Linked DNA regions of Mus musculus: regions 1, 2, 3, 4 and 6 are each linked to region 5. The links are chromatin contacts, called in public Hi-C, HiChIP or PLAC-seq, Micro-C and promoter capture Hi-C maps. All regions are on one chromosome and are shown on one strand. The core of a region is the stretch at or near the end of the contact, and the rest is flanking DNA. Distances in the headings are between cores, read along the strand shown. Region 1 overlaps Gm40339 (a long non-coding RNA gene). Region 2 has its middle 43 kb from the start of Gm40340. Region 3 overlaps Auts2 (autism susceptibility candidate 2). Region 4 has its middle 220 kb from the start of Gm36667. Region 5 holds the start of Auts2 (autism susceptibility candidate 2). Region 6 has its middle 79 kb from the start of Gm36667.

The links. Promoter capture Hi-C pulls out the DNA fragments that hold promoters and counts their contacts. A called contact is a pair of places that touch in the nucleus more often than the background predicts. HiChIP or PLAC-seq counts read pairs in DNA pulled down with a chosen protein or histone mark.
Region 1: a Hi-C map of cerebellum shows a contact between it and region 5, with 3 times the contacts expected there. The contact joins the enhancer-like site here to the promoter of Auts2 in region 5. A contact is called at or near these places in 1 of 39 promoter capture datasets (hippocampal neurons), 6 of 484 Hi-C or Micro-C datasets (cerebellar granule neurons, cerebellum, ganglionic eminence and 1 more) and 11 of 115 datasets of contacts at active chromatin or transcription factors (astrocytes, craniofacial prominence, differentiating embryonic stem cells and 8 more).
Region 2: an H3K27ac HiChIP or PLAC-seq map of embryonic stem cells shows a contact between it and region 5, with 12 times the contacts expected there. The contact joins the enhancer-like site here to the promoter of Auts2 in region 5. A contact is called at or near these places in 6 of 39 promoter capture datasets (cranial neural crest, frontonasal cranial neural crest, hippocampal neurons and 3 more), 16 of 484 Hi-C or Micro-C datasets (cerebellar granule neurons, cerebellum, cortical neurons and 6 more) and 17 of 115 datasets of contacts at active chromatin or transcription factors (astrocytes, craniofacial prominence, differentiating embryonic stem cells and 11 more).
Region 3: a contact with region 5 is called in a Micro-C map of embryonic stem cells, with 4 times the contacts expected there. The contact joins the enhancer-like site here to the promoter of Auts2 in region 5. A contact is called at or near these places in 2 of 39 promoter capture datasets (hippocampal neurons and second pharyngeal arch cranial neural crest), 14 of 484 Hi-C or Micro-C datasets (the HL-1 cell line, adipose-derived mesenchymal stem cells, cardiomyocytes and 8 more), 12 of 115 datasets of contacts at active chromatin or transcription factors (astrocytes, cardiomyocytes, differentiating embryonic stem cells and 6 more) and 1 of 9 other capture datasets (embryonic stem cells).
Region 4: a promoter capture Hi-C map of stem cell-derived epiblast-like cells shows a contact between it and region 5, with 4 times the contacts expected there. The contact joins the enhancer-like site here to the promoter of Auts2 in region 5. A contact is called at or near these places in 3 of 39 promoter capture datasets (cranial neural crest, frontonasal cranial neural crest and stem cell-derived epiblast-like cells) and 3 of 115 datasets of contacts at active chromatin or transcription factors (differentiating embryonic stem cells, embryonic limb bud and embryonic stem cells).
Region 6: a contact with region 5 is called in a promoter capture Hi-C map of hippocampal neurons, with 7 times the contacts expected there. The contact joins the enhancer-like site here to the promoter of Auts2 in region 5. A contact is called at or near these places in 1 of 39 promoter capture datasets (hippocampal neurons), 1 of 484 Hi-C or Micro-C datasets (cerebral cortex) and 4 of 115 datasets of contacts at active chromatin or transcription factors (astrocytes, embryonic forebrain, embryonic hindbrain and 1 more).

What each region holds. Positions count from the first base shown.
Region 1 is chr5:134,060,909-134,065,246 of GRCm38.p6, reverse strand. It overlaps Gm40339 (a long non-coding RNA gene), which reads left to right. Exons shown (of 6, transcript XR_868578.3): 3 at 2,089-2,677; 4 at 3,055-3,222. Among named protein-coding and RNA genes, the nearest start is that of Gm40340, 12 kb to the right of the region's middle. Within about 2 kb of position 1,381, at least 4 of the 459 cell types and tissues checked have an H3K27ac peak or open chromatin away from gene starts, as enhancers often do. A contact at or near this core is called in cerebellum, where this site is marked.
Region 2 is chr5:134,005,384-134,009,837 of GRCm38.p6, reverse strand. No RefSeq gene overlaps it. Among named protein-coding and RNA genes, the nearest start is that of Gm40340, 43 kb to the left of the region's middle. Within about 2 kb of position 2,982, at least 73 of the 459 cell types and tissues checked have an H3K27ac peak or open chromatin away from gene starts, as enhancers often do. A contact at or near this core is called in cerebellar granule neurons, cerebellum, craniofacial prominence and 6 more, where this site is marked.
Region 3 is chr5:131,535,313-131,539,307 of GRCm38.p6, reverse strand. All of the region lies in intron 5 of Auts2 (autism susceptibility candidate 2), which reads left to right. Among named protein-coding and RNA genes, the nearest start is that of Gm29681, 120 kb to the right of the region's middle. Within about 2 kb of position 1,332, at least 172 of the 459 cell types and tissues checked have an H3K27ac peak or open chromatin away from gene starts, as enhancers often do. A contact at or near this core is called in cardiomyocytes, cerebellar granule neurons, cerebellum and 12 more, where this site is marked.
Region 4 is chr5:133,816,666-133,820,788 of GRCm38.p6, reverse strand. No RefSeq gene overlaps it. Among named protein-coding and RNA genes, the nearest start is that of Gm36667, 220 kb to the right of the region's middle. Within about 2 kb of position 1,723, at least 4 of the 459 cell types and tissues checked have an H3K27ac peak or open chromatin away from gene starts, as enhancers often do. A contact at or near this core is called in stem cell-derived epiblast-like cells, where this site is marked.
Region 5 is chr5:132,540,784-132,545,149 of GRCm38.p6, reverse strand. Auts2 (autism susceptibility candidate 2) reads left to right here and starts at 1,930. Exons shown (of 20, transcript NM_001363480.1): 1 at 1,930-3,635. The coding sequence starts at 3,327.
Region 6 is chr5:133,675,064-133,679,258 of GRCm38.p6, reverse strand. No RefSeq gene overlaps it. Among named protein-coding and RNA genes, the nearest start is that of Gm36667, 79 kb to the right of the region's middle. Within about 2 kb of position 2,253, at least 21 of the 459 cell types and tissues checked have an H3K27ac peak or open chromatin away from gene starts, as enhancers often do. A contact at or near this core is called in embryonic forebrain and hippocampal neurons, where this site is marked.

The DNA.
Region 1 (4,338 bases), core at 132-2,631, 1.5 Mb before region 5:
GATGTGCTTTTAAAGGGGACAGCTGAACTTCCCTCTCATTTTTGCCTCTTGGCCACGAGGTGAATAGCTTTACTTTGCTCTCGGACACTCCTATAGGTGGCCTCAAAAGTTCTGTCCAGGTATGGACCAGAACGGCTGCAGTTGGGAACCCAGATAAACTTTCCATTTAGAAACAACCTTGCTAACGTGGCAGAAATGAGGGCATTAGAAAGAGAGCCTCTCTTCCATCTATCAGGCCACTGGAAACAATAGACCCCAAGAAACAGGAATTTCTTCAGGAGTCTCTCACTGGGAGAAGGAAAAGGCTGGAAGCCTGGTGCCTGGCAAAGTGGAGCTTGTTTCGAGAGAGATTTCTCACTGTTCTGGTGACTTCTCAACCACTTCACTGGGCAGACTGGAGCTGAGGCAAAGCTGGGGCAGTGGCGGGTGGGTCCGAACCTAGCTCCTCCGAGAAAGGTTCAATTTCACTTTTAATTGTTTGTGTATGTGTGCGCATGCGTGTGTGTGTGTGTGTGTGTGTGTGTGTGTGTGTGTGCGCGCGCGCATCTCTCTCTCTCTCTCTCTCTCTCTCTCTCTCTCTCTCTCTCTCTGTGTGTGTGTGTGTGTGAGAGAGAGAGAGAGAGAGAGAGAGAGAGAGAGAGAGAGAGAGAGAGAGAGGGCGGCCGGCGCACGAGAGTACAGGTGGCCTCCTGAAGCTGGAAGAGAATGTCAGATCCCCTGGTGCTGGCATCATAGGGAGTTGTGAACCACCTGACATGGCTGAGGGGAAAAGAACTCTTGTCCTCCGGAAGAGCAGCAAGTGCTCTTCAGGTAGAGGCATTTTCCCACCCCCATCCCCGCGCCTCTCAGCTATTTAAATTACGCTTCACATAAGGACCCTGAAGGTGGACTCGGAAGGTGGGGTATCACTGGACTTCCGTCACCGTTCCTTGTCCCAGTGTCTTAGGTAAAACATTTGACCCATTTACATATGTGTGTGTGTGCACACGTGTGGAGGTCAGAGGATACCATGAAGCAGTCAGTTCTCTGCTTTCAACGTGTGTGTCATGGTGATTGGCCGCAGATCATCAGGCTGGGCTGAACGCTCTTTTACATGCAACATCCTCTCAAAACCCTAATTGACTTACTGAGCAAAGGTGGGTCCAGGGGCCCAGGCTCTGACCCTAATATCTCCAGTAATGGTAATGATCGCAAGTGTTTTGTTATAATGTCTGCAGCTGATAACCGCAGGTGCTCATCGGGGGCTGAGATCTTGGCCTAATAGCACTCCTCAAGGTCCTTGGGAAGATACCTGGCACATGAGAAGCCACAGGCCTAGCCTTTAAGGCTGGGCTACTCATTAGTGGGAAAGATAGCGGAGATGGCCACTAGGGGGCGCTCCGAATCCATAACAAAGTCTGCAGAGTTGCTGAACAGCTTGGAAATATCCTGGACCTCACAGTTGCCAATGTTCTGGTAGACTGGGAGGGGGAGGAAAGAGGAAGGGAAGGAAAGGAAAGGGGGAAGGGGACAGTGTAGGGGAGGGGAGAGGTGAGGTGAGGTGAGGTGAGGTGAGGTGAGGTGAGGTGAGGTGAGGTGAGGTGAAGGCTCCGTTGCCTGCTTACTTGGGCAGCAGTATCCCGTTATGGCTCAGCCTGTAGCCCATGAGCAGGGGATCTATTAGCCCATCAGTTCGGTTGGCACCTCTTGTTTTAGGGCACGATTTGGGGGATCTTCCACGTTAGCACAGTCCTGGCTTATGATCCAGGCTCCCCTCACAGTAGCTGGTGGAACACACTGATTTCAAGGCTGCAGAGGGTTCTGGGACTTGTATTTCAGGCTCGGCGAGGAACGTGAACCTTGAGAACCTGCGGTTTCTCTGTCCTTTGTAGCCCAACAAGTCAGACTATAGAGGGGGACGAGGAGACCATCATTCTTCGGTGTCAATTTCTTCCTTCCTTCCTTTCTCCTCTCTCTCTCTCTCTCTCTCTCTCTCTCTCTCTCTCTCTCTCCTCTTTCTTTCTTTCTTTCTTTCTTTCTTTCTTTCTTTCTTTCTTTCTTTCGTATTTATTTATTTATTTTAAATTAAATTTTTTTTTTTTTTTTTAGATATGATCTCTTGGAGTCCAGGCTGACCTTGAACTTGCTATGGAGCTGTCTGTGTGTGTGTGCGTGTGTTGCACCGGTTCGCGTGTGCACTTGGAGACCTGAGGGTTTCTTCCTTTGTTACTAAGAACCCAGAGCTTGCTGATTGCATCAGTATCACTGACTCTGAGAATCCCCTTTTCTGCCTCCCGAGTGCTAGGGTTATACGCAGCCTCCACTCCCACACAGCTTTTCTGTGGGTACTTGGAGGCCTGTACTCTGGTTCTCATGCCTGCGTGGCCAACGTTTTACCCACTGAGATGTCTTCCCTGCTCTCTCTCTCTCTCTCTCTCTCTCTCTCTCTCCTTCTTTCTAAAAGTCAAGTCCTGGGGACACGTGGTGCACAGCCATACATGCAGGCAAAACACCAGCACACATAAAATAAAAATAAAGGTTAAATAAACAGGGGCTAGAGAGATGGCTCAGAGATTAGGAACACTGGCTGTTCTTCCAGAAGACTCGGATTTAATTCTCAGCATCCAAATGGCAGCTGACAACTGTCTGTGACTCCAGTTCCAGGGGATCTGAAGCCCTCTTCTAGACATACGTGCAGGTAAGACATGAATGCACATGAAATAAAAATAAGTAAATCAAAAAAAAGATGCCCCCTTCAAACTCCTCTTGGGAAAGGTAGGTTCAATGATAATTTTCAAACCCATTTCAAAGACTTGGGGTAGGGCACCAAGTTCCTACTCCCCAAACGCTCTAGTTGTCCAGTACCCAGAAGGCACTTGTAAACGTGCACATTGTCTTCGTAGGGCAAGCATCAATGGGATGATGTGTTAGTTGTTTTGTGAGCCTCTAAATCCTAAGCCCTGTGTGTATCTGGTGCTTGGGCAGGAAGGAAGATTAGCCTGGGGTCTGCATAGCCTTCTGCTCTTCGCCTCTTCCCTTCCAAGCTAAACATCTTCAACTGACTTTATCTTTCAGATGAAAACCTTGGCAGAAGGAGATTTATTTGGTACCGTGAGCTTCTCTTGTAAATAGCTCCCCGGGTGCCGTGTCTACAACCCACCTGTCAGCCCTTGGAGTGGAGGAGGCTGTGTGTTATTGATCCCGACCTGTGGCTGCACCCAGCATGGTACTAGTATCTAGCAGGTATTCAATCAATGTCCTCTGCATGTAGAGATAATGAGGAGGGAAAGGAGGGTCTTATGGGGGGCTCACTGCAAGAGAGACTGCAGGATGTGGGAGGAATAGGGATCCCGGGGATAGCCTGGAGGACGAAATTAGCCAGGGATGGAGGAAGGAAAAGAGCTAGACCACGTGATATGGCAAGCACAGAATACTTGCTGCACACATGGAAGTACATATGAGAGGGGCAGTCTTCCTCTAGCTGTTGTTACTTGGGACATGGAGAATAGGGAAGAGAGGAGAGTGCCCAATTGGCCCAGGCTCCTATTCATAAGAGAGATACCCGCTTTCCCTTAGGTGTTAACTACCCCTTTCTTGGACTGAGATGAGATTTAAGAATTCCAGTGTGGCTCAGTGGTAGAGCCCCTGCCTAGAATCCCCCAGTGAGGGGCTGGGGGTGTGGCTCAGTGGTAGAGCCCCTGCCTAGAATCCCCCAGTGAGGGGCTGGGGGCGTGGCTCTGTGGTAGAGCTCCTGCCTAGAATCCCCCAGAGAGGGCTGGGGGCGTGGCTCTGTGGTAGAGCTCCTAAACAGCATTCTCAAGACCTTGGATTTGATCATCAGCACCACAATAAATAAATGAATGAATAAAAGTCAATTAAAAAATTATTGCCTTCTTTCAGGTGGCCTGTGTATTTGGTATTAGCTTCACACTAGTTCAGGAATCCCAGGACAGTCCCAGCTCTGACTCATACTGTGTTTCTCAATGTCAGGATCCTAGTCTACACTTGGGGTACAAGAGCCCTGTTTTCTGTCAGCTGGGCTGCTGCTCATATGTGTGCAGCGATTGGAAGGGACCTGGGGTCTGTGGAGCTCTTATAGTGGCATGGCTGACTGATGCTTTGTAGCTGAGCCTCTGGTGTACCGGTGCATCTGCTTTCTGGCTGAGTACACAAACCTTAAGTGCACTCACCCCACCCCCCACCCCTTGGCTTCCAGGGCTCTGCATACTGCTGTGCAGACTGAGCTCTTCACTGGGAACTGGGTCAGGATGGGTGGTACTGTGTATCTACTGCAGCCTTAGTGGGCTGAGAGGTCAGCTCCTGAGAGGGGGGTCAAGTAGAAGCCCTATGTGCATACAT
Region 2 (4,454 bases), core at 1,733-4,232, 1.5 Mb before region 5:
TTTATTTGAACTCATACACCCAGCTTTCTCCCCTCCCTCTTTCTCTGTCTCTCTCCTTACTGCTCCCACCCATGTATGTATGTGTGTGTGTGTGTGTGTGTGTGCACATGTGCACATGTGCCCGAGGTTGACATTAGGTTTTTCTCAATTGTACTCCACTTGGTCTATTAAGGCAAGCTTTCCCACTTGGATCTAAAGCTCACAGATTTAGCTAGTTTAGTTAGCCACTTTGCCCCAGGCATCCTATCTCCACCTCTTCTGCACCGAGAATATGCTACACCCATCTGATATTCACAAGGGAGCTGGGGGGTCCAAACTCCAGTTCTCATGGTTTTATGGCGGGTGAGTGCTTTGCTCACTGAGCCACCCCAACAGTCCCCTTGGTTATGAGACAGGGTCTCCCTGTGAAGCACAGGCTAGCCTCAAACTCACGGTCCTTCTGTCCCAGGCTTCCAATGCACCTAGCCCCCTCCCTTTCTTTTACTGTCTCTTTCTTCTCTTTCCTTCACTCTTCCATCTCCCTCTTTTGAAAATTTGCTATTCTGCCCTTTCCCCACCCCCCATCCCCCAGGATCTCATATAGCCCAGGTTGGCCTCATACTTGCCATGTAGCTCAGGCTGGCCTTGAACTCCTGATGCTCCTGCCACAGCCCCTCAAGGACTGGGATTATAAGTGTGCACCATCATGCCTCACTTCCTGGTCTGTATTACCGGAGCCTTTGAACTCCTATCTTCTTGCTCTTTTTAAAGTCCATCATGGCTTATTACAGTCGTGTCTCTGAGGCCTTGAACCCCAGAACTTAGTCCTTCTGTCCAGCTATAGTCCCAAATTCCCTCAGCCTCTAGTATTACTACTGTAGTCCTAGCATTGCTGGGTGTTGTAGCTACACTGGTGATGTAGTTTTCCTTAGGCCATCCCTGCTCCCATCAGCTCCTCCCCTGCACTTCTCCTCAGGAAGAGTCATGCAAACACTCTCCCAGCTTCCTCTCCTGCTACCCTTGAGTCTGCTGAGGTCTCACAGCATCCCCATTAGAACTGTAGCCCTTGCAGGGGTAGCTGGTTCACTCAGCTGTTGCAATCCTCTCTCTGAGAAGTTTTGGACCTGTGTATTCCTTGTCTAGGTCTGAATGGGGTGGTGGTGGTCTAATCCCATAGGCACAGAAGAGTTAAGGTGCCAGTGGTTGCAGATTTGTGTGTGTGTGTGTACATGCATGTATGCACATGCTCACAAGTGTGCCTCTGTGCATGTGGAGGCCAGAGGCCAAACTCAGGTGCTAATCTACCTTGTTTTTTGAGACAGGTCTCTTATTGGCTTGGAAACCTCCAAGTAGGCTTGGCTGGCTGGTCAATGGGCCCTGGGGTTGCATCCATCCCTACCTCTCAAGCATGCGCATTCCTAAAGCCCAATTTTCTTTCTTCTTCTTCTTCTTTTGTTGTTGTCTCCCTAGCTCCTCTATTGCAGTTTAACACCTCAACACCTCAACTCAACTAACTTTCTAACTCTTCATCTCTAAACCTGCTCTTTCTGCAGCGGTCCTCATTCCTTTAGTAAGAGGTTGAACCTTGTGGTGCCTCTGTCTGAGAGTCTCAGAGGCCTTCTTAGTAGCTCCTTTTGCTCAGCGCACCACAGTCAGGATGTCAGCGCCATGGCCACAGATCACCATCTGAAGAGCTGCCACCTGGTCTCACCCTCACCTTTTTTTTTTTGTCAGGACCACTTAAATTGTGTCTCCGCGTGATCCTGTGGCTTGACCCCCTGTCTGCTTGGCTCATTTCTCTCTCTTTCTTTTCTTTTCCTTTTTCTTTTCTTTTCTTTTTTCTTTTCTTTTCTCTTTCTTTCTTTCTTTCTTTCTTTCTTTCTTTCTTTCTCTCTCTCCTTCCCTCCCTCCCTCCCTCCCTCCCTTCTTTCTTTCTTCTTTCTTTCTCTCTTTCTCTCTCTCTTTCTTTCTTTCTTTCTTTCTTTCTTTCTTTCTTTCTTTCTTTCTTCCTTCCTTCCTTCCTTCCTTCCTTCCTTCCTTTCTTTCTTTCTTTCTTTCTTTCTTTCTTTCTTTCTTTCTTTCTTTCTTTCTTTCAATTTTGCAGTGTGAGGATGGGCTCACAGGCCTTTGAGTCAAAGACTCTAACCCACTAAGCTCCATCTCAGCCCAAAGTCACAAGCCCAGCACAGAGCTCCACCCCCAGTTCAGAGCCCACCTCCAGCCTAGTGCTCTACCCCCAGTTCAGAGCTCCCACTCAGAGCTCCATTTGCAGCCCAGTGCTCCACCCTTTATTCAGAGTTCCACCTCTGTCCAGAGCTCCACCCATCCAGAGTTCAACCTCTACCTCAGAGCTCCACCCAATCCCAGAGCTCCACCCAATCCCAGAGCTAAACCCAATCCCAGAGCTCCACCCAATCCCAGAGCTCCACCCAATCCCAGAGCTCCACCTCTACCTCAGAGCTCCACCCAATCCCAGAGCTAAACCCCCAGCCTTGTGCTCCACTCCCAATTCAGAGAGCTCCTCCCACCCATTCCAGAACTCCGCCCTTAGCCTAGAGCCCCACCCCCAGCCTAGTGCTCCACCCAGTCTAGACCTCCACTTCGGCCTAGAGATCCACCGCAGCCCAGGCAGGATCTTTCATGTCAGCCCTTTGGATCCTTATCAGAGGGTGAGGCCTCACATCCTAGGCCCCAAGCAGTTCATTCCTTTTTCCTCTCAGAGTCCAGGTTCTTGATTACCTGCTCAGGGATCCTAGAAATCCCACGTGGGAATTAGGACCTCGCTCCACAACTCCTACTGCACATGTAGGTAGTGAGGTCACACCTCAGGCAGCCAACAACTGCCTCCAGATAGCCTTCAGAAAGCTTAAGGCATCGCGGTACAATACGCAGCTTTGACCAGTAGATGGCACTGTGGTTGTTTCCAAAAGGCAGCTGAGGCTTTTGGAGAAAGAAAATGTCCAAATGGCAGCAACAGCTGCACTCCGAACCCTGCAGGGAGCTTTCAAAAGCATTAACCCCTGAGTGGTAGGGAAGCAGGAGCTGGAGGCAGGGGGGGGATCTTAACTCCCGGAGGCCAGGCCAGAGGAGCAAGGGGCAAGCGGAGGCAGGAGAAAGCAAACTGCAGGGTGCCCTTTCTTAGGGACAGCCAGGGGCTCAGTTAGCCCAGGGGTGGGGTTTGGAGCCACTCTGGCACTCCGTTGGGGGGTGGTTTTCTAGAGATGAATGCAGCTGGGAGCCCCGTGCTGACTGTGTGAGATTGCCCTGCAGTTTCTTTTTAGTAACCACTTTGGGCCACTAATTTAAATCGTGGCTCCTCTACCCGTGAAGGCCAGGAACATTTCTTCTTCGTTTGTGTTGGTTTTTCAGAATACCCGACAAGTGTCAGATGCCTTAGAAATAGTTGTTGAACCAATGCCTAATTGATTAGATAGATAAATAAATTTTGGATTTGGGGGTGGTGGTGGTGAGGAAATTGAACCTTTCCCTTTGTTGAGAATTGAACCCAGGACCTCCTGTGTGTTAGGTAAGTGCTCTGTCAATGAGTTTCGGTCCTGAGAGTCAGCACCCTCCCCTCCCCCCATGCCCTACCTCAGGAAACAATGGCATTAAGGATCTTGCTTATTTGGTACAGGGTTTGTTGACTACGCTGGAAGCCCTAGGTTTCATCTCCAGCACAGCACAAACAGAGCACTTGGGAGGTGGCAGTAGGAGGTTCAGAAGTTCAAGGTCATCCTCCACTACTCCCGCAGTTCAAGGCCAGTCTGGAGTTTCTGAGACCCTGACTCATAGATAACTAAGTACATTTTACAAATTAAAAAAAAAAATTAGTGATGGGGGTTGGGGTGATGGCACAGTGGTTACAATGCTTGTCGTGCAAGCTGGAGGACCAGAGGTTGGATCCTAAGGACCCATGGAATGACAGGTGGGTGTGGCAGGTGGGTGTGGCGGCTTGCCTGTAAACCCAGCCTCTGAATTTAGAGATGGAGGAGCCAGGGAGCAAACTGGCTAGAGAGGAAACCAGCTCTATCAGTGAGCTCTGGGTTTAGCTGAGAGATTAGGCCTCAAGAAGAATAAGAGAAAGGATTGGGGAATATTTCACATATCAGTCTTGGGCCACACACACACACACACACACACACACACACACACACAAGCTTACACATATATATGAACATGCATGCACACCCCACATACACATGAAAAGAAAACAATAATAATAATGACAAACAACAGGACTCCCTGTTTGTGGTGCTACATGCCTTATAATCCCTGTAGGTTGGGAAGCGGAGGCAGGAGGATGTTCACCATTCTAGGCCACCATGGCCTACATAATGACATGTCTCAACAACAGGCATAAGCCCAGACAGGGAATTTCAAATGTCTGCCTTGGTGTCTTTCAGTGCTGACCCTCTCGACGGCATCCATTGCAGTACCAAGAGCTAGCCAAAACTCCTTCCCCACATCACATCTCC
Region 3 (3,995 bases), core at 83-2,582, 1.0 Mb after region 5:
AGAAGGGGAAGCCTCAGTCACCACTTGGCTGGTGTGAATGTATACACAAGTCGGATAGTTTGAGGAACTGTGCAGAGGGAAGGCAGTTCATGAAACCTACCGTGATTCGTGGGATGAGGGTTAGATCAAGATCTTTTTCTTCTAGACTAGGAACCCAACCTCCCATCCATGTCAGACAGTACAAAGATTATGTTATATTGTGCACCTACTGTGTGCCCAGAATCTGGACCTCCACCCCCATCTCAGAACCAACTCTTTGCATATGAGATTGGCCTAGAGGCAATTCAACCCCGGGCTACGGGCCTAGTAGCCTCTCCTTGGTTTAGAGCAAATCTCGGAAGCTGTAACTGCAAAAAGGACCGGAGCGTCGCGGTTCTTGCCCGTAGAGGGAAAGGCGCCATGGGGACCAGGGGCCGGTCCGCAACCGGAGGCGGGATGTAGTGGGAGCCACAGCTGTCAGTGTCGCACCCAGGGACTGCGCCCCCGCGGGGCCAACCGGGCGCCAGGGTGGAGAGGAGGGGCGGCGAGGGGCGGGGCACGTGGGGCGGGACGGAGGAGGGGCGGTGGCACCGGCTGGCGGCTCCGGCTGGGCGCGCCGAGAAGTCCCGCTCCGAGAGCCGCGAGCGCCAGGAGTAAGGCGCGCTCGGTACAATCCGGGCAGCGAAGTCCAGAGCGCGAGAGCAAGGGTGGGAGAAAGGGGTGTCCTCGCGTCACTACCAGGGACCCCCCTTCTCTCCCTCAATCCAGCCCCGGGTAGCCGGTGGCGCTGGCGGCGGGCCGCCTGATGGAGTTCACTTGAGCCAGGAACAGGCGGGAGAGGCAGGCCGGAGCGGAGCTAGTCCTGCGCGCCCCGTAGCAGCTTCAACCACAGCTTTCCACACCGCAGGCGGGCAACACCCGCGGCAGATTGCGACTCCCGGAGCGTGTCGGTGCCACGCCGCAGCGGGCCCAGGACCCATCAGATCAGCCCGCGGCGGTGCCGTACCGGCGGCACCCGCTGTTGGGGAGCCCGAGGCGGCCGCCGGGGAGCTGCTTTCGCCTCTGCCGCCGTACGCCCTCCTCCTCCTCCTCCTCCTCCCTCTCCCTCCTCCCTCCCTCCGCACATGGTCTCCTTTGTCCTGTCGCCGCCGCAGCCGCCTCGTTCTTAGCTCCGCGCGCCGCGGCAGCGGCTCCCGGGCCGCTGCTCTTCAGCCCTGCCAGGTCCCCAGGGCGCACCAAGTTGAGCCTCTGGTTTAAGCCAGCCGGTTCCCCGCGCGCCCCGCAGGAGCAACCAGGAGAGCGCGCGGGCCGGGCCCCCTCCCCATCTCCCCGCCACCCGCCCGGGACTTGGCTGCGTTGGATGTGCGCGCGCGGCGTTGACTCCTGGCTGCCGTGGAGGAGCCGGGTGCTGCTGCTGCTGGCTCTGCTGCCGTTTAGGATCCGGTTCGGATTTGGTTCGCGTGCCTCAGCTTTGAGACTTTGGAGAGGAATTAGCAAAACACACAGACTTGTGGACCTAGCCGGGCCGGCTGGAGTTGGGCGTTTTCTCTGCCTTGGGTTTTGGTTGCTCTCTCCCGGTGGTGTGTGGTGATCCACCCGGAGAGAACCTGACGGAGGACTCAAACCATGAACTTGGGGTTGACAAGACCGCCGAACCCCTGGCGACCAGGTAATGTTGCCCCACCACCACCACCGTTGGGGGGATGGGGTGGGGTGGCTGGCTCGCCTGCGGTCCGCGGTTTCGGGGGAGGAGGCAGGGGTCGAGGGGTCTTTTGTTGCGGCCGCAGCCGGGCCAGGGTGGTAACGGAGGCGGGCTGCTGGCGTCTGGCGGGCCTGGCCTTCCTCCCCCACCCCTCCCCCGCTCCCCTTTGTACTTTCCTAGCTCCCTGAGCTGGCTGGGCTCGGCCGGTGAGCCGTGAGTGCCTGCCGGGGGAGGCCCTAGCCAACAGAGGCGATCCCACCTCCGGGAGTGAACCCATAGCTCCCAAGGGAGATCCGCTGGACTCCTAGGCTGGGAATGCCCGCACCGGCTCGGGCTAGGAAGGGCTCCTTGGAGCGGCGCTGCCTGCTGACGGGTCACTGTCCTTGGGCTGAGCTCCGGGTCCCCGCCCTCCCGCTTGTGCGCACGCGGAGCCCGGGGAAGCAAAGGAGAGCTAGCTGGTGCAGGAACTCACCCGCGCCTAAGTTTCTAAGAGAATTGTCTTTGCACCTTCTTCCTGCGGGTGCCGTTTTGGAGAGCTACCTTAGCGAATTGAGTTTTAAGGGGTTCCGGGTACAGCTTCAAACATCTGGGACCCACCCGTGCGCACGGGAATTTTTTATTTCTTTATTTTTATTTGTTTTAACCAAACTGCTTTACCCAACTTTTCCTTCTACGCCAGCTACAGCTTCTAGACCATAAAAAGTATTGACATAAAAGGCAAATAGTACCCACCCTGCCGTAAAATGCCCCAAAGAGCATGTTTGTCTGGGAATTTTAGGTTGTGCTTCTAAGTGTATATAAAACTCATCAAAGCCAATCGAGGTGAGGAAATGAAATAGCAACTGATATTAAATTCTGTGCGGCTAAAGGTAATGGTTGCTGGAGAGAAGCGGGAAGGCATCCATGCGTCTGCCACTAGATCCACCGCACCTGCAGTCCTCATTGCTAATTTAAAAAGAAAAAAAATTAGGGAAATGAACCAAGTTATAGAAAGAAATGCACTTTTTTCTTCTAAAAGCAACGAAATGAAAATGTCCCCACGATTAAGGCGCCCAGCGATATGTACAAACGATTTTTTAAAAATACGTGTGTATGTGGAGGGTATATGAAGAGATGAAGGGAAAACTTGCAGGAATCAGTGATCCCCTCCACCTTTAAGTGAGTATGGAGGATCCAACTGAGGTTGTTGCATTTGGCAACAAACCTATTTACCTGCTGAGCCATCACGCCCACCCTGTATGGATGATTTTTCAGTCTTGTTGAGTGAAGGAAAATTACTTGAGGACCGTTGAAGCAGCTACATGGAATCTGCACCTATCAAGGCTTTGCCTGGGAGACTTACTTGAAGAATTTGGACGAAGATGGTCCAGGAGGCCAGATGGAAGAACAAGGGACCTTTTTTATTTTTATTTTTATTTTTTAAACCAAGGCACCGAGACACATGTACCTTTGGTGTTTTTTTGCCTTTCCAAAGGAGGCCTTTTTGAGACACCCCCTGACTGTAAGCAAGGCACAGGAGACAATTCAACACTTTGTGACTGATGCCAGTAAATTGAAGGGCTCAAAAAGCTTCCATTAGAAGGCATCGCTCCAAGCATCTTGAATCTCCGTCAGACATATTTCCTTGACAACCATTGGTCACAGAATCATCAGGTCCTCAGGGTCACTTCATTATCTACTTGAGAGCATACTCAGAGCCTAGTGGTGCTCACAAAGGTGACAGAATCACAGGGGCTGCCGCCTACCGCCTAATCCAGCTCTGGCTCCCATACCTAGAGCCACGCAAATGCAGCCTTAACAAGTTGCTTCTCCCTCTCTCTTCTTGCAGTTTTGGAAGAGCAGCTAATTTTTTTTTTTTTCTTTTAAACCGATTTCTTTAGGCCCATTAGACTCACTGTAATAGAAAAACCCCAACATTTTTAACAGTTATTTTAGTTCTGTAACATAACAGAAGAGACAGAATATTGCTCTCGTGTGCATGTGTGTAGGTTTTTTTTTTTTTTTCCCCCTTTCTTTCAAAAAATATTAACTCCATTTTGGTTTTGAAGCCGAGGCTTGCTAGTGACCATTCTAAGAGTATTTCACATCATTTTAAGGACGATGAAAACTCTTTGAGTTGCCAAGTTTTAGACTGCAAGACTTAGAAAGACATAGAAATCTCATTATGATTTGGGAATAGTAACACCTTTGGTGCCACTGTGTGCTTTTTCAGATTCACGAGTCTCTGTGTGCAGTGCAGATCAGTGAGGCTTTGTAACTTAATATTCTTGAACTGTTTAATGCTGAACACCCTCCACGGGACCTTCTTTGTGGC
Region 4 (4,123 bases), core at 474-2,973, 1.3 Mb before region 5:
ACTGGGGGATTCTAGGCAGGGGCTCTACCACTGAGCCACGCCCCCAGCCCTCACTGGGGGATTCTAGGCAGGGGCTCTACCACTGAGCCACACCCCCAGACCCTCACTGGGGGATTCTAGGCAGGTGCTCCACCACTGAACCACATCCCAAGCCCTTTGACTATTCATTTTTTTACTGGGAGAAAGAGAGATATTCCTATAGTAGAATGAATGGGCACACACTGCTGAATGCAGCAGACCTGAGTTCTGTTCATTGGCTACCAGTTTCTAGCTGTGACAACCTGGATAAGTCACTATAGCACTGTGAGTACATTTTATCTTACTAGACACAATTGGTATAAATGTTCCAAGTGCATAGGGTTGGTAATGGTTATTCTTTACTGTCAACCTAACTAGATTTAGAGTGACCAAGAGATTGAAGCACACTTTCAGGAGTGGCCGTGAGGGTGTTTAAAGAGGATCGGGGCAATGTCATGGCAATGGGTAATGCTCTTGCATAGCAGGAATAGGGACCTAAATTTGAGTATCTAGCACCTATGTAAGCAGCTGGGAATGGCTCTATGTACCTGTAGCCCCAGCTCCAGATTCAGCAAGAGACCCTGTCTGAGGAAAGAAGGGAAGAGACACTTGATATCTTCCTATGGTCTCTGTGTGCATGCACCCATGCACATGTGTGCACATAACACACACACACACACACACACACACACACACACACACATACACACACACACACACTAATGAGGATTGATTGAGGACAAGGGAAAAGGAGGAAGTGAGCCAAACATTAGAATTCCCCTCTCTAGGTGCTTTCTGTTTCAAGTTTATGTGAGGAGTCCTAGCTGCATAGACTACTGCCTTGCTTTTCCATCTAAAACCAAGAGCCAAAATAAACCCTTCCTTGCTGAAGTTACTTTCATCAGGTATTTTTGCCACCGTGATTGAGACAGGAAGAAAACAGGGTTGTTCTAAAGCAAACTTAGTTAATGAAGTCAGAGACTCATACTTTGTGCTGACTCACAATTACTAGGTAACTGTGATGCTCAGCTTTAGTTGCCAACTGACACACCTACAATTGCCTGGGAATAGAGTTACATTAAAGGATAATCAGTATTGGGTTGGTTTGTAGGTGTGCCTGTGGGAATTGTCTTAACTGAGTTAATTGTTGTGAGAAGACCTAGACTTCTTTGGGTAGCACCATCCCCTAGGCAGGGAGTTCTGACTTGTAAAAGTGCGGAGCACTCAAGCTGTATGCAGGCAAGCAAGCAAGCAAGCAAGCAAGCAAGCAAGCAAGCACACATGCGTTAATTTTTTCTCTGCTCTTAACTGCGGATGTGATGTGACTGGCTGCTTTTGCAACTTTCCTGATGTGATGGACTGTAATCTGGAACTGTGATATGAATTTAGCTCTCTCTCTCACACAAGTTGTTTTTTGTCAGAGTATTTTAATCACAGCAACAGAAATGAGACTAATACAGCAACAACTCTCCCTAAACTCAGAAACAAACAAACAAACAAACAAACTCTGTCAATCAATCAAAGCATTTGCTATTGCTTACACAAACATGAATTTGTCTTCTGGGAATACTGCTAGTTTGGGCTCTGCCTGGTTGGTATTCGTTGGGGCTTTTTCTTGGATGTGTATTGAACTGGTGACTGGTCTGAGGGCTCTGTCTGGTTTGTCTTCATTTGCATGCCTGGCTGAAAGCTGGAGTTATGGGACCACATTCCTCAGCAACAGGAGGCTAGCTTGGGTTTATTCACAGGACAGAGTCAAAGAACTGCAGAGCTGTATGTGGCTTTTGGAGATGGCATCATATCCCTTACAGTGTATGCTTCCAGTCAAAGCAAGTCATTCAAGAGGCAAAAGACTAGATTTGCTGTCTAGTTACTTTTCTGTTGCTGTGATAAAATACTCTGACAAAACTACTAGGGAAAGAAGGGCTTATTTTGATGCAAAGTTAGTGTATCATTGCAGGGAAGTCATAGGAACAGAAGTGTGCATCACATTGTATGTGCTGTCACAAAGCAGGGTGGGGTGAAGAATGTCGTTCTGTTATTTTCTCCTTTTTATATATTCTAGGATACAAACTATGGAATTGTGCCACCACAGTGGGTGGGTCTTCCCATTATAATTAACCTAATCAACATAATCCCCATAGGCATGACCCATGTGACTCTAATCTCATCAAGTTGCTAACTGAGGTCAGCTATCACAGTCACATTTCAGAGAAAATAATTTTCACTATTTTTTAATTGGAATGACATAGAAATACTGAGGTGATGGAGTCATTCTGGGCTCTTGCTGTGTTTTGCTCTGGAGTCTGGGATCCAGGAAAACTCAATGACCACTGAAGCCACTTGAGCCAGGAGCTTTAGGGTCCTTCTTTCACAAATTAAACGAACAGAATTCATGGACCCCAGAGGGCACGTTTTAGAGAAAAGTATGTTGAAGAAGTTTATTCCCAGGAAATAGGATTCCATAGACCACAGAGCTAGTAGTCTCTGACCTTTCAAAAGACTCAGGTCAGAAATTGAGCTGAAGTATATAGGAGGGAGATGAGCTGCTCAGTCCAGTTAGCCCAGCCACAAGGTGTCCCAGTACCTCTTCCCAGTTGTAGTCACATAGCAAGTAGTGACCATTTAGGAGACAAGAAAGGAACAGGGTCATCCAGCAAGGACAATCTCAGAATCTCAGAGGTTTGGGATTCCTCTCCTACCTGACCAGGCTGCAGTTCCTGCTTTCATCTTTGCACAGTTACTCTATGATCTCGAACTCTCGAGCCTCCTGCTCCAGCCTCCTGAGTGCTGGGATTGCAAATGTGCTTAACCATGCCCCAGTAGAGCAGCCAGTGGATCTGCCTTGCATTGTATCTAGTACAACTATTTGAAAAACGACATCTGCTCAAAATTTTGGAGATTGATTGATTTTGGAAGCATTTTCAAGTGGGCATTGTGTAGCTTATATTGAAATCACTTGATTATTCCCACTGGAAAGACTTTATTGTTGGTGTGTGTGTGCGTGTGTGTGTGTGTGTGTGTGTGTGTGCGTGTGCGTGTTCATGAGTATGTAGCAGCATGATTTTGTGTGTTTTCTTGCATGTGGAAGCCAGGGGACTCTCTTGGATGACCTTCCTCAAGTACTGTCTACACATTTTCAAAAGACTTATTAATTTTATGCATGTATACACACGTGAGTTTAGATTCCTGCTGAGGTCAGAAGAGGCCAATCAGATCCTCTGGAGCTGAAGTTGCAGGTGGTTGTGAGCTATCTGATATAGTTGTTGGAAACCAAACTCTGATTTTCTGCAAGAGCAGCAAGTGGGTGCTTTTAACTAATGAGTCATCCTTCTAGCCTCACCTTCCCTTGTTTTGGAGACAAGTGTCTTTCACTAACCTGGGACTCACCAAGTAGTTGAGATTGGTTAGCTATCGATCCCCAGGGATCTTCAGAGTAGAAGGGTTGGAAGCATGTACCAGCACACTTGGATTTTATTAAAATGTGGATTCTAGGGATTGAATGCAGACCCTTGTGTTTGTACAATGAGGTTTCTCTTAACTGAACCATTCAAGTTACCATTTCGTGAGGATCCTCGGAGAAGCTGCATGTGGTTTTAAGTCATTATAAGCACAGCCCAGAGGAAGGACCTTCAGTTCTGCTTTTCCCTTTCAAGGGATGTGAGTGCAGGGGAACTTGGGGGTCAACATACTGGTGCTTTCAGCCCGGGCAGAGCCAGCTTTGATAGTCATTTTTGCAAGCCCCAGTGTGTTTGTGGCCGAGCATCCCATGTACCTTATCAGGTTGAAGGCTGCTCACATGTAATCCTGACCTTAGCTCTGTGGTCTCTCCTATATCACTTTTTTTTTTTTTTTTTTTTTTTTTTAACCAGCGCTGACACTGAGGTTTTGGAAATGACCATGACTTACAAATGATATAGAAGACTTGAAGCCTGGGAAATGGATTTAGCAATGGCAAAAAATGTGGTAAAGTAAGATGGGAGGCCTTCCTTGTGTATGTGTGTGGATGCACATGTATGTGCAGGTGGATGTGCACGAACGTGTGTGTGTGTGTGTGTGTTGATGGAGGACAGAGATCAACTTCAGTGGTTGTTCCTCAGAACAC
Region 5 (4,366 bases), core at 681-3,180:
AAACAAAGTATTGAGAAACCAACCACTAAATCTGGAAGTGTTAAGACAAAGAGACTCACTTGCCAGAAAATAAGATTCAAGCACTTCTCTGTCTGTTTGGGGTGCCACTGTATTCCTGAACCTACAGCTGTGAAGCCCTAATATCTGTTGAATGCAAGAAAAAAAAAAGCATCCATCCGTTTACCCATTTGAGAAAGGTACGTTTTCTTTCTCTTCCACTGCTTCTGACCTTCTTGTTCTGTTCTGTGCAGACTGGGATTCAGAACAGTAGAAATCCGCGTACAAAGCATTGTAACACGGTGCCTGGCTCATTGTGAGCAATTAATGTCAGTTTGTTTTCTTTTCCTTCATGCCAAGTGTGGGTTGCTAGGGGTGAGGGGTGATGTGCCACAGTGTTTATGTGCTTGGACAGAAAGAGAAGCAACTAAGAGATTGCTGAGAGAAGACTGTCGGTGAGTATAGATCAATTCCAAGTGCCTTGAAAAAACGCACAGCTATTTTATCCAGAGAGGCTGGTCGCTTTGGTTGATCGATTCTGGGCTGTAGTCAGCTCTTTAATACAACTTTTTATAAGCATCCGTTACATCGTGGTGGAAAACGTAGGGAAGCCACCTCTGCTCCATCCTCCTGCAGCTAAGCAGTAAGCGAAGTCTGCAGCGAGGGGGATGGCGGTTTGGAGTCCTCAGACTGGGACGGCCCCGAGCTACTCAGTCCCTTGCTCCAGGTTCAAGTTCCCGGTGTCTGGCTGCTCCAAAGCGGCTAGCGCCTCCTCAAAGTGTCTCCCACAGAGAGACCAAAAGTGCTGGCCGGGCGGGGGTCGCCTGGGTTCAGGGGCACTCTGGCATTCAGTGTTCTACCACGCAGAGTAGGGGGTCGGGGGAAAGTTTCCAACTCTTGCTTGATGAGCCTGGACGCAGCACTAGACTGACTACTCTTCTTGTCCCCAAAGTGCAACCTCTTTGGGTCCATACTTTGCACTTCCCCGCGCTGCAAGCACTTTTTATTTAAAAAAAAAATTTTTTTTTTTTTTTTGCACCGGGCGCGCGCTTGCGCGCGGGCAAAACACCTAGAGGTACTTCAGAGTAGTTGAGCCAGCAAGAGCTTCAGGAGTGGAGGAGATAAGGCACTCCGGGAGCAAGTGTCCGGAGAAAGGTGCCTGCTACGCGTGCGCGCGCGAGTCCTCCGTGCGTTTGGCGGGATGTTGGGGCAGCCTCCAAGCCCTCGAACTTCAACTCCACACCGGCCTGTGACCGACCCCTCCAACACACCCCCCACAGCCTCTGGAGACCCCTTCCGCCCCCAAGTGCGCAGGCCCGGCCGCCCCAGCGCGCATGCCCTGGGCTCGTGGAGCGGTGGCCAGCCCCTCAGCCTTTTTGCTTTCCACACACTCTACAACTAGGGGAGGGGGGCGGGTCACGTGATCTAGCCCGGCCCGAGGCGCGCGGGAGGAGGGGGGACGGGGACGCGCGTGGGAGAGAGCGGGGGGGGGGGAGAGGCGCGAGGGGAGGGGCTTCTCTCGGGAGCGCGCAGCTAGTGGTGCCTGAGTGGAAGGGGCGGCCCTCGGGAGCGCGCCCCGTGGTGCCGGGGGTTTTGGGGAGGGGGAGAGAGAACGAGGCGTGAGAGATTCTCGGGAGTCCGCGAAGGGGGAAAGGGGGGCGGCCCTCGGGAGCGCGCCGAGTGAGGCGTGAGGGGAGGGGGTAGCTCTCGGGAGCGCGTGCAGAGCCAGGAGGGCGGTCCTCGGGAGCGCGCGCAGAGCGAGGCGCGAAGAGGGCGGTCTTCCAGAGCGCTCGCCGGTGAGCGAGCTCGAGCGCGCGTGCGAGAGAGGGGGAGAGAGAGAGAGAGAGGGAGAGGGAGACGGCAAGCGGGCGGGCGCGGGGCTGGGCCGAGGCGGGCGGCGGCGGTGGGCCGGCCGGAGGGGGAGGAGCGGGCGCTGTGTGAGCGAGGCGGGCGGAGGATGAGGCCGTGCCCGGGCTCTGGCTGCAGCCGCCCGGGGACACGCCGTGCACCCTCGGGCTCCGGGCTCCGGCGGCGGCGGCTGAGGCAGCGTTAGCTGAGAGCGAGCGAGCGAGTGAGCGAGAGAGCGAGCGGCATCTCGCAGCGCTTCTTCCTCAGGCGGGGCGACGCGAAAAAGAAGAAGAAGAAGAAGAAGACGAAGAAGAGGCGGCGGCGCCACCACACCGGTGTATCTCGGGTTGGAGACTGCTCTTTGCTTTCCTCGTTGACTGACTCACCCCCTCCCCCTTTATAATTTTATCTTAAATTTTTTTGGAAGAAGGGTGACCTCTGGAACTGGGGGTGGGGGGAGATCTACAATTTGTGTGTGTGCGTGCGTGCATGTGTATGTGAGGAGGGGGTCGGTGGCACGCGCCAGGCTTTGCAATTCTTCTCTTCTTTCATCTTTTTCTCCTCCTCCCCCCCTTGAAGACCGAAAAAAAAAAATCCCACAACTGCTTCAGCGTCCTCCTCCTTCCCTTCCTCCTTTCCTCGGGCAACCTCTGTCTCCGCTTGTGATTGCGTGGTTATGCTCCCCTCTCTGGGGGGTCTCGCCCCTCTCAGCTCGCTCTCCAGCCCTGGCTTCCCTTGGATGCATTTCTTAAAAAAAGACTGGGAGCCCGGGAGTGAGTTTTTCTGCGAGGCGAGTGTGTGAGAGAGGCGGAGGTGTGGGGTGTTTTCCTGCACGAGGGGGCGGGTGAAGTTCATTGCCACCCACCCCTCACTTCACCGTGACCTTTTCGGACCTCGGGCTTTTTTTTTTTTAAAATTTTTTGGGGGGTCTCTAGAGAAAGGGAGAAGCAAGGCGATTTCAGTGGTGGGGAGAGAGCATGGCCGCGGGGAGGGCTTCCCCAGTCTCTTGATCAAAGCATTCCGCTATTCTGATTTATTGCCTGCTTGGTGAGTTATTTTTTTCCCCCTTTCCTCTGTAAAGGAGACCTGTGTGTTCAGCCATTACTTTGCTCGGCGCTGTTCGCAGGCATCTCCGACCCTCGGTGCAGAGGGGAGCCCCACACTTCGCCCTCTCGCTTCCCCGTCCCTCCCTCCCCGTCTCCCCGCCCCTTCCCCCTTTTTTCTTTCTCTTTTCCCCCCTGCCCTCCCTTCTTGTTCTTCTTCGGATTCTTTTTTTTTTTTTTTTTTTTATTTCTCCCAGCCGCTTTCTCCCCCGCGCCCTTCCTCGCGGCGGGAGGGAAAAGCCCGTGCAGGAGGAAGGGGGGCTCGGTGTCAATTTTTTTTTTCTTCTTGGGGTGTGTGTGTGTGTGTGTGGCCGCGGCCCGAGCCTGTGGCGCGCGGGTAGGTGAACGGGGAAGATCCCCGGCGCGGTTAAAAGAACCATGGATGGCCCGACGCGGGGACATGGACTCCGGAAAAAGCGGAGGTCTCGATCACAGCGAGACCGGGAGAGACGCTCCCGGGCCGGGTTAGGAACCGGTGCGGCGGGTGGTATAGGAGCCGGCCGGACCCGGGCTCCCTCGCTGGCTTCATCGTCGGGCTCCGACAAGGAAGACAATGGAAAGCCCCCATCCTCCGCCCCGTCCCGGCCCAGACCCCCGCGGAGGAAGCGCAGAGAGTCCACCTCAGCCGAAGAGGACATCATTGATGGATTTGCCATGACCAGCTTTGTTACTTTTGAAGCGCTGGAGGTAAGGGGGGACCCCCTTTTCTGTTCCCCCCATGGTTTCCTTTTATGCATGACACCCCCCACACTCGGCTGCACCCCGGTTTTCTTGCCTCCCCCGCCGCACTCGAAGCTCTCAGTCTCGGCCGAGGTCTTATTGTTGGGTGTGGGGTTGTATGTAGGGGGAGCTGGGGGCAGATTGGCAGCAAGGAGGGAATCGCTAAGCTGTATGCCTGGTCTGGTCTTCTACTGGTTTCGTTCTTGTCCAGCTTGCCTTTCCCTTGCGCCCCCTTCCTGCACCCCCACCTCCCTCCACAGCAGATGGGTGGAAAGAAAGGGGTTCAGGCATCACAACAATGCGCCCCCCTTCTCCACGGATGGTTCTACCCCCACTCCTTTCCTCTTCTTCTCCCTCCCCAATCATGGCTTCTTGGCTGGTGGAAGTCTTTGCTTGGGTTTGGGGCGCCTGTGGACTGTTCTCTGTGTGCTTTCTACAGAGCCATATGTTCCCATGCGTGTGTGTGTGTGTGTGTGTGTGTGTGTGTGTGTGTGTTTTAGTCTGTCTAGTATATGCTTTTTCTGGATGTCCTGGGGATCAGAGGCTGCTAGGGTTTTGTGGCTTTTCTATACTCCCCCCTCCCCTTTTTTTGGTGAAGCTGGGGAAGGGGGCGTTTTCTCCTTGTTGGGAGAAAGGAGGGAGGAGGGGAGAAGAGGAAAGGATGGAATATCTTTTTATATAATGCATGGGGCTATATT
Region 6 (4,195 bases), core at 1,004-3,503, 1.1 Mb before region 5:
GATCCTATCCAAGAATGAGAATAGACCTTAACAAATATTTGAAAACAACGGACGATATTTTAGAAGGTCCTCAGAAGGAGCATATTAATATCCACTGTAGGATGTTAGTTTTGCCATATGTTTTCATAGTCAGGTTTTCTTGTCTAAAAAAATTTACATTTTATACAAGTAATTTATTTTTAGATAGACCATCATGGGTTCAAATACAGCCCTGCTTCAGAGTAATTGTGTAGCTGAGGATGCCGTCGGGTTTCTTTTCTGCCTACCTCTACCTCCCAGGTGCTGAGATCACAGGAGTATACACCCATGCATGTTTTATATGATATTAGAATTAGAAGAACTCAAAGCCTTGTCCCTACTAGGCCAACATACTACCAAGTGACTACACCTTCAGCCCAAGTCATTATTTTTACACTTGGGAGAAATTAAGCAGAAATGTCTAAAGAAAATTAATACCCTCTATATTGATAAAACCAATGTTTTTAAAATATGTTTACAAACCTATGTCCATTCTCTTCATAACTACAAGGTAATCTCATGTCTTAGTTTCATTTCTGTTGCTATGGTGAAATACATAGAGAAAAAGCAACTTAGAGGAGACAGGAGTTTATTTCACCTTACAAGTCCAGACCACAGTCTATCATCTTGGAGAACTTGAGTCAGGAGCATCACATCCACAATGAAAGACAGAGAAATGAATGTATGCGCACTCTTAAATAGTTCAGAACCCAAAGCCTAGGGGATGGTGCCTCCCATAGTGGACTGGGAAACTAGCTCAGAAAGTGGAGTTTGGGGACTTCATGGGGGAAAAGGCAAAAGGCTTTCATTCTGAACAAAATAAGATTCTTCTTCTTCTTTTTTATTTATTTATTTATTTATTTATTTGTCTGAAGACATGGGTCAGGGTTGGGATGCTAACAGCTGGGGAGATTGTATATAAAGTGCTTGCCCTGAGTGCATTAGAACCTGGGATTGTCCCCAAGAACCCATGTAAAACATGGAGAACCCATCTGGGCTGGAAATACAGCTCGATAGTTAAGAGTGCTTGCTGCTGTTGCAGAGAACGACATTTCAGTTCTCAGCATCCATGGAAGTGCTCCCAGTTGCCTATAACCCCAGCTACAGGGGGTCTGATGGCCTTCTATGGGCTCCTGAAAATATGTGTGAAAACATACACACATACACATACAATGAAAATAATAATAATAATAATAATAATAATAAATTAGATCCTTGGTTTTTTTTAAAAGCCAGGGTTGGAGGCATAAGCTTGCAATTATATACAAGGAGACAGAGACAGGTAGATCCCTGGGACACTCTGACCAGCCAGCTTACTGCACTTGGTGAGCTCCAGGCCAACGAGCAACCCTGCTTCAAAATATAAAGTGGATGGCATCCTGAGGGACAATATTGGTGGCTTCCACATGCACTTGTCCACCTGTGCACATGTGGCCATCCACGCATGTACACACACAAATAAAACATTCATAGGCGGCAGAGGTGGATTTGTGGGTAGCACTTGCTGCCAAGCCGGATGACTTAGGTTTGATCTCCAGGTCCCTCGTAGTAGAAGAAGAAGAGCACTGACTCCCTCGGAGTGCCTTCTGAGCGCTGCACTCATACTGTGGTACGTATGCACTGCCACACATACGTGCACTGCCACACAAACATGCTCTGCCGCACATACAGTAAGAGAAATAAATGTAATAAAAGATCAATAAAACCCAAGCATACATATGTTCTTGTAAGCTGTTGGACAACCCTGGCTAACACCATCCCTTCGGCATTCTGAGTGCAAAGCCCCCCATTGTACTTTGAAGAGTATGAACAGAAGCTAACCAACCCTTCCAGAGTCACGTGTCCATAAGGGGCAGCAGGGCTTACACCTGGAATGCAGGTATGGTGCCTCCCTCCTTACCCACTAGCCAACAAAAATGCTCAGATCAGCTCCCCTGTGGTCACAGGAGGCCCCCAAGGTCTGGCACGCTTGTGCGTGGGTCTGTCTCAGCGCGGAGAATCATACCTAAAGCATGTGGACAGGTGTTCCCTATCAGGCACCCCCACCTCCTGCCAAAAGGGGTTCACAGGTGGCAGCATGCAGGGTGTATCTCAGACAGCAATGGATCCCAATTTGTTATTAATACAAACAGTTCAGCAAACCATTTGGCAGCAGGCGGCGGGGCTCTCGTGCTATTTATGAGAAGGGTTTAATGGGAGAAGGCTCAGCTGCGGCAGATGGATGTCGGCGGGGCCTCTCTGCAGTGTCTCACTCTGCTTTCCTTTGTCTGCGAATAAATTCAGAGGGTGCCATGTGTGAGCCTGGATGGGTGGTTTTGAACCACTGCTCATTAGAGGCCGGCGCTTCCCCTGAGGGTTAGCTATAAAGATGGGGAATTGCCAGGACACATCCCTTTTTGGTTTGTGCTATTTCTTCCTGGAACAAAAAGACCTTTGGTCGGCTCTCACTCGTCGCTGCCAAACCCTCAGAGACTGAGCCAGGGGTTACTCCTGAGTCCCTCTGTCCGTCTGTTTGCTGAAGAACTTGGTGTCAGCTTGGCTCACACAGTTTTAGTGGGCACGTGGCAGGCAATGAAACCACAGATCAATCTAATATTTCTAAAGATTTCACTTTCAAAATTTTGTGTGTGTGTGTGTGTGTGTGTGTGTGTGTGTAGTGCGTCTCTCTCTGTGTGGATGACCACGGGGATGCAAGCATCCCTTGAGGTCAGAAAAGGGTACCTGAGTCTCTGAACTTACAGATGGTTGTGAGATACCCTAATGCGAGTGCTGGGAACTGAACTGGGGTCCTCTCCATGAGCAGACGCGGCCCTTAGCTACGGAGCCATCTCTCCATCCCATCCTTATAAATTTTGAGCTCAGTGGCATCCTGGGGCTTACGGGGTCCATGGGCCGTGGGTTAGATACCCCTGTTAAGCAGGGCAGATAGATTATGGGCGGGGCTGCTTTAGTCTGTGCCAGCACAGGTTCTGGTCCCCACTGAGTTGTTCAATGTGTCCTTTGAGAAAACCAAGCAGCATCCTGATTCTGAGCAGCCTGAAGCATGCCAATACTATGATCTACGTAGGAGATTAAAGAATAAAAATGACATAAGATTGTCATTCAGGGCTTTGTTTGCATTTTGGTTCTCTGTTCTTGATCCCGTGACAAAATACTGGCAAAGACCGCTTAAGGAAGTTCTCACAGTTCTGAGTGGAGACCCAGATTTGTCTACAGCTGATTCCTTAAAATCCCTTAGAGATGGTTCTTTCTGGGCCCCCAGGGGGCACAAGGAAAGATCCTTTAGAAGCTCTGAGGATCTCACAGAAACACATATACATTTCCTTCCTCTTGGATGAAGCCAGCCCCACCTCCTTAGCACCTCATTTTTGCATATGAAAGGCCTGGTAATTACTACTTTCATCCTTAAAGCTTGCAAGTGACATGCGGAATTAGCACTTGAGAGGAGCCACTTTTAGACCTTGTTGTGAAGCAAAACTTATTATTTGAAGATAAATCAATTTCTGTTGCCTGTATTTGCGGTTTTCCCCCCAGATGGCTAATTACCAAAGATAAATGTGTATCAACACAAGCCCTATCCTTCTCTATCCATCTTCCCCGCCTGCTTGTTCATCCAGAGGTTAATAATGGCGATCTTGTAGTATATTGCTGTAGTAATGGTTTTGATCCCCCCCACCCCGCCCATCCACAAGTTGATGACCTTTTATTGTAAATGGAAGGACAAGGACTTCAAAAAAGGAAGGTCATTTTAGAAGTGAACGTTCGAAGGTCTACCACAGGCCTCTCTGAAATGGAGTCAAAAGGGCAGGGGTGGGGGTGAGTAGAAAACAATATAAAAAGATGTGGCAGGGGCAGGGAGGGGATCTGTGCACAACTGCACAAAATACACAACATAAATGTCACGGAAATCAGTTTACTGCAAAATTAAATAAGGTTCCTGCAAGCATTAATTTTCATATTCTCCTGTTTGTGTATGGGTAGGATTATTCCCTGCGTTTGATTTATGAGAGGGGAAGGACCTCTCATTCAGACACTCACCAAATTCAGTTAAAAATGGGAAGATCCGCTCAGAGGGAGCAGACTTCCTCTCTGGGCAAAGGGGAAAGGGAAGCTTGTCTCCATGCAGCAGCAGCAGCAGCAGCAGCAGCAGCAGCACAGACCTCTATTTAGGGGTTTA